2 separate regions of the Felis catus genome follow, and region 2 is linked to region 1. Evidence: chromatin contacts called from public Hi-C data. All regions are on one chromosome and are shown on one strand. Each heading gives the region's core, a stretch centred on a gene start, on an enhancer-like site or on the middle of the called end of the contact. The rest is flanking DNA. Distances are from core to core; before and after follow the strand shown. Region 1 overlaps ZBTB7C (zinc finger and BTB domain-containing protein 7C). Region 2 overlaps LOC109493448 (a long non-coding RNA gene).

Region 1 (3,018 bases), core at 145-2,644:
AATGGGGTCTGTCGGGGCTGTTTGTGGTCACTGGCGTGAGGCTGACCCTCCCAGCCATGTTGACGGTGGAGAAAGTTCTGGTGAGTGGCGTTGCCTCAGGGCTTGCTCGTTTCTGTGTGTCGGATGTGGACAGAGCTCTGTGACCGTGACTGACCGGACCAGGTCCTTTCCTTTGAAGATGTGCATTTCTATTCAAACCATATGCACTGGTTTGTTGGAGTCGATGATGTCCTTCTCTTCCAGGTCCTAGGCTTATTTGGAATGAAAAATCCCCTGGTTATATAAGAGGAACCCAAGTACCTATTTTCTTACCTGCACTTCTTTTTCACACGGCCCCCATCCCTGGCAAAGAACCCAGCCCGAGACCCACACTTACGCCAGTGGAGGTGCCATTACCCCACATCCTCTTGGAAATTTCTCTTTGGGAACTGCTGGGGGCGCCTTCTCCTGAGCTTCCTCAGTGGGCCCAAGCTTTGGCCTTTGAGCACAGAGTGAAATTGTTTTGCCGTCAAGTTGAACAGCATATCAGGGACGGTATTTTTCGGGCGTAAAAAGATGAGTCTTACAAAGTCATGAGACCCGCTATCTTGGGTGGCTTGAAGACTCTGTTTGGAGTCTCCAGAGAAGGGTGTCGGAAATGTGTTCAGGTGACCGTGGCATTGCTGAAACGGCTCTGCAGCAGGCTCCTCTGGTGACTGTTTCGAAGGACGATGCTGACGGTTTCAAAGGTGGCCTTGGGGTCCCCGCACAGCTGCTTCTGGGAGGGAAACCCCACACCGAATCTCTCCCAGATGCTTTGAGCTGACAGTGGAGGGAGAGTCCCCAGGTGCGGAGGGGCAGGGCCCCCCCCCATATCCCGCGTGCATCCCCTTCCGCCCTGCAACGCTGACCTCAGGGTGTTCTGCTGTTATCACCGCATAGCAGCTGGACCCAAAGTTCCTGGGGATCACCTCCCCTGGGATATCCCTCACTAATGCCCCTGCCGCTCTGATGCCCCACCCCCACCACCTTCTCCTGAATTCACCCCTGTGCGGGGCCAGAACACCTGAACAAGGTGTGTGACAAGAGTACAAGGCCACAGGGATAACACTGGGGAGATAAACTAGGGCACAATCTACACTGGAGTGCCGTTCACCCATCTCCAGCCTGTGACTCCCAGTCCAGGACCCCAGGAATGACTTCAAAGATGAGCACACTCTTCACAAAGCCAGGCCCCAAGTCCACCAGGGTGCCCCCCTCCTGCCGTCCAGGGTCTGTGTCCCTAATTTCCCATACCTGTTCCCTTCACAGATGGCTGCCTCCAGGGCACCTCTCCCTTCAGGGGAGCCCCAGGTCTGTGGGTTCAGGGTGATATACGTCTCAGCATGCCACATAATGAGCCTGCCCAGGACCCCAAGTGCCTTCCCTCCAGGCCCTTCCCACACACAGCCTTCTGTCCAGGCCACGCCGGTCTGTGGGCCCTGCCTTCCCTAGGGAGAGGGTTAAACTTGCTCAGTCACTGCAGACAGACTTCTCGCCCTCCTGACACGAGAACATTCTCTGCGTTGGCCTCCTGGTTTGGGCAGGATATTGGGTTGTATAGGAGGGCTGCATTCCAGAACCCTCCCTCCCAGCACATTCCTGATGATCACTTCGGGGGCCTCTGTGCCTGCAGCCTCACCAGCCCTCCAGGCCAGACCGGCCGCCCGCGGGGCGGCCTTGCGTCTGCCCTGCCCTCCCTCCGGTTTGCTCCTGCTCTGCTCCGCCACAGCCATCTGGGCCCCTGAAGCAGCTGCGTTCCTGCCTCCGTCAGCACCTCCCCTCACCCGGTTCCCACTGGACCCGGACCCTGCTGACAAAGATCAGACTTGCTCTCGGGCACTCCCTTCCCGGGGGCAGAGGAGCCCCAGGGTGGGGGGAGGCTGGACATTTTTCTTGGCCTCCTCCCACAAGGGACCCTGGGGACTTTATTTCGTACCCTGGGCTGTGGCCGTCCGCCTGGAACGCTCCCCGACCGCGCTCCGGGTCACATTCTTCAGAAGAACTGGCTCGGTGCTTCCCTCCCGCCCCTCCCAGAGCTGCCCTGCAAGGGTTCTTCTCTGTCTCCCACCAGCCTGTCCATGTAGGGCTTCCCGTACCTCTCCCTGCAGCCAAGTCCCCTTGCAGCCTTTCCACGGGGACCTTCTTTGTGGCTGACTTCCTGCAGCCACCACCCAGAACACCTTCCCTCCCTCCCTCCCCAGATGGAGGCCCTTCAGCGGCCACTGAAAGCAGCGGCCGCCTTGACTCAGAATTCCCAGACTCCTTTGCAAGGCCAAGCCGCTCCTTGGGACCCGGCCCCCCAGAGGCTGAGGGAGCCAGGACCGGCCGCCCTCAACTCCTCCTCCCGGACACTATCTTCCCCTTCTTTCCTTGAACACAACTGGGCTTCTACTCTCTAGTCAGGCCTCCTTTCCCTTCCCCTTGATGTGACCCCGCTTCCCGTCGCCCCGAGGGATGTTGGAGCGGCCTACCCTCTTCTTGCAGAGTGGCCCTTTGGCTCGGGCTCCGAGTTACGGCCTCAGATGCCGACTCCCAGAATCGCCACGCCCATGGGGACATCATTCCTCATGGCTTCAGCCACCGTGGTGGAAGGACCCAGGATTCCTTCCCACAGAGCCCATTCTGCCCCCAAAGCCTGCCGGTAGCTCTCATTCTGTGGTTCTCCAAGAAGAGAGATGAAGGCCTTCCCCGCCATGATGTTGTCTGTCCCTTGGCATCAGACCCTCCCCTCTGAGATGGTGCTCAATTTCCACCGGCCCTGGGGACCGTTGTCCTACACCGGTTGTTTCAGATAGGACACACCCCCGGAAACCGGGCAAGGCCTCAAAGGCTCCAACCAGACTATGTTTTCTTTGGCCCCACGCTGTCCCCTCCTAGCTCTGGTCACCCCGCAAGCACTTGGGAGTCCTTCGGCCTATGCCTCACACCCTGAGCATCACTCTCTGGCCAGCTGCGACGTCCCCAGTTTCCACCGGGGTCTCCTGCCACCGTCCCGTA
Region 2 (3,018 bases), core at 330-2,829, 380 kb before region 1:
GCTTTATAAAAAGACATTTCCTTAATTACTTCAACCCTTGCTGTTCTGTGCTCTTCTCTTGGCTCCTGATGGCCCTTCCACATGTATTTCCTGAATCCAGGGCTGGCCGTACATGTAGGGGAATAGTAGGGATAGCGTGACGGGGCTCTCAGAGACTTCCCCTTCCCAGCCCACCCAGACCTCTGACCTTTCTGCTGGATGGAGGCCCCTCAAACAGCTCAACCCAACTGTACGTGAGAACTATCTAGAGAGTTCATAGAAAGTCCTAATGGCTAGGTCCTACCCCACACCAGATGGATCCGAGTCTCTGGAGTTGGCCTCAAAGGGTAAGTTACAAAAAGCTCGATTCTAATGGGCAGCTCAGTTGAGAACCACTGGCCTAGACCAATCCCCCTTATTACGTATAGAGCAAGTGTCTTGTCCACAGTCATGTGACCATCAGTGGCAGAATGGGAAAGAAAATCCAGGTCTTTGACTCTTAGAGCAACAACTTTGTCCAAAAGAAACATAGTTGGAAAAGGCAAGTCACCCTAGGAGAGGCACTCGAACATCAGTGCCCGTAGATTTTTGGATGGTGGAAGGTGAGTTATGAGGCTAGAGTTTTACCAACATTACAGTCTGGCCGAAGACGGACACTGCCAGAATCACAGACAGCAGCAGCATAGCTTGGAGGAACGGGTCACAGACCCTGCCCTCTGGTCAAGAAAGAAAACATGGGGACATCTTTCGGTGAGGGTGGGAAACGTGCAAACCCCAGCCAGAACAACTATGCAGTGGAAACAAGCATGTCCACCGGAAATGGCTCTCCTTAGCTCATTTCACACATAGAAGAAGACTGTCCTTTCCCACTGCAGAGGGATGACTACTGTCTTTTCCCATTGAGGCCCCAGCTGTGGGACACATTGAGGGAACAGGACGGGGGTGGGGGCGGGGGGGGGGTAGATGCAAAGGAGAAATGGCTCCCCACAAGGAAAATTTGCAGCTGCCTTTTTTATCCATTGGGCCCCAAGTGCCTTTAGAAGATCTTGGATGTCCTCTCTGCCATAAACAGTCTGGAATGCCACGTCTCCTGGGCAGTTCGATGGTATGAATTATCCAAATTAAAAGAATGAAGGGTATCAGATTAGGGATGAAAATGATTCCTTCTGCAAGCTCTGGGTGCATACCAAAATCCCTATGGGGAGGTTTGAGTTTGTGTTGGCAAAGGAGGAACCTGGCAGAAATCTCTGGCCACTAATTCGCATACCTTCCCCCTTCCTGCCTGCCTATTTTCCTTGCCTAACAGGTGCCAAGGCTTTCCAGAGACAGGCCACCAGAGGGCACCCATAGACAGAGCCAGAGAGGACACTCAACCATGGTTGGTGTCACGGCACAGCAGAGGGAAAAGCACACACACAAGCTGAAATAAAGCCACACCCAGCCCCTGGCCTTTTCCATACAATGGCCGTGACCACCCTCCCTTCCTGGAGGGTACCCCTGTGGCTTGTGCACTAAAATAATACCTGTAGGACCTGGCTCAGTGACAAGCTGGGATTATGTTTGTCCTTGCTTCCAAGATTAATGTGAGAAAGTCAAGTCCTCTGCATATGTGCAAAGATCACGGCTGGAAGGGACTACAGGTACCCACCACGAAGGCTAACTGACCCAGCCCCCAAATTAATGATCCGAATCCTGGTGACAATGGCCAATGATAGTTTTAGCCCAAACTTACATGAATCTCTCTCTCTCTCTCTCTCTCTCTCTCTCTCTCTCTCTCTCTCTCTCCTCCTCCTCCTCCTCCTCCTCTCCCCCCTCCCTCTCTATATCTACCCAGTTTTCTTGCACCTATCCTACTGAATGAAATTATTTGCTTATTCACATGTCTCCAGAACTCAACAGGGCTCTTTGTGAACAGAAAGCATATTCTATGAGTCTCTATTCCCAGTTGAACCAAAACCTATGTCACATATATAGACTAGACCATTGGGTCCACTTCTCCAGTGAGGCCTGGAAGACACAAGCACCACGATGCGTGGTTGGATCTCAAACCGAGAAGACTTTTCTATTCCATGGCCTGGGATTGATTCCGAGTGGGCTGGTCCATGAGTCTAGGAGAGAGGTCAGCACACTATAGTCCTTGAGGCAGATCTGGGCCATTGCTCGTTTTTGTAAATAAAGTTTTATTGGAACACAGCCATGCCCATTCATTTAGTTATTGTCTGTGACTGCTTTTGTGTTACTCAGCAGGGTTAAGTAGTTGCAGGAGACCACATTGCCCGTCAAACCTAAAATATATACTATTGGGCCCTTTACAGGAAAAGTCTGCTGACTCCATTCCTAGGAAAACAAAATGGCCCATTAGGATCTGGTTGGCAGTGGGGCTCCTCCCTCTGTGACGCACAGTGAAGAAGGTGGTGCTACAGAAGTCTCCCAGAGCTGCTAACCACGCCCCAGGCATGCCCAACCTGCTGGGGACAGAGCTTTGCAGAGGGTCTTGTCCTTGTCCTTGCAGTTCCTGGTCCCTGGCAGCTGGCTACAATGCTGGAGCCTCCTGGCACAGCCCAGAAGGGACTGACCATCTTAGAGCAACTCTGTTGTCTCTCTAAAAAAAAAAAAAGAAGAAGAAGAAAGAAAGAAAAATTGTAAGCAGTTTTTCCTGAGATATAATTCACATACCTCCCAATTCATCCGTTTAAAGGGTGCAATTCAATCCATTGTCTCTTCACTTCCTTGGCCTGCAAATTTTTCCCTCCCCGCTTTCTGAAGCTACACCTGTATAAATTTGTTCTCTGTAAATAATTCAGTGAATTCAATCACACTTAGGTATAAGTGAGTGATGACAGTATGATCACCTAGAATGTCAGGGTGACCCATCCCGTGTTGTATCCTTTTGTCTCACGTAGGGTTTTCTAGAAGTAGAGGCTGAGACGGAGTTTGAGGGGCAGAGGGAGGGAGGGAGGGAGATACTGAACGGACCCAGCAAAGCCTTGGCCAACCTAGCCCTGGAGCGAGTACCGCCCATCAGGGTATCCTGCGGGG

What was found. Hi-C and Micro-C count contacts between places; a contact is called where the count stands out from the background.
Region 2: a Hi-C map of skin fibroblasts shows a contact between it and region 1, with 2.7 times the contacts expected there. The contact joins two enhancer-like sites. A contact is called at or near these places in 2 of 3 Hi-C or Micro-C datasets (fibroblasts and skin fibroblasts).

The regions. Positions count from the first base shown.
Region 1 is chrD3:67,893,532-67,896,549 of F.catus_Fca126_mat1.0, reverse strand. The region is part of intron 4 of ZBTB7C (zinc finger and BTB domain-containing protein 7C); the gene reads left to right. Among named protein-coding and RNA genes, the nearest start is that of SMAD2, 97 kb to the right of the region's middle. Within about 2 kb of position 1,394, at least 4 of the 10 cell types and tissues checked have an H3K27ac peak or open chromatin away from gene starts, as enhancers often do.
Region 2 is chrD3:68,268,937-68,271,954 of F.catus_Fca126_mat1.0, reverse strand. LOC109493448 (a long non-coding RNA gene) reads left to right here. Exons shown (of 3, transcript XR_002147697.3): 3 at 1-904. Among named protein-coding and RNA genes, the nearest start is that of ZBTB7C, 32 kb to the right of the region's middle. Within about 2 kb of position 1,579, at least 1 of the 10 cell types and tissues checked has an H3K27ac peak or open chromatin away from gene starts, as enhancers often do.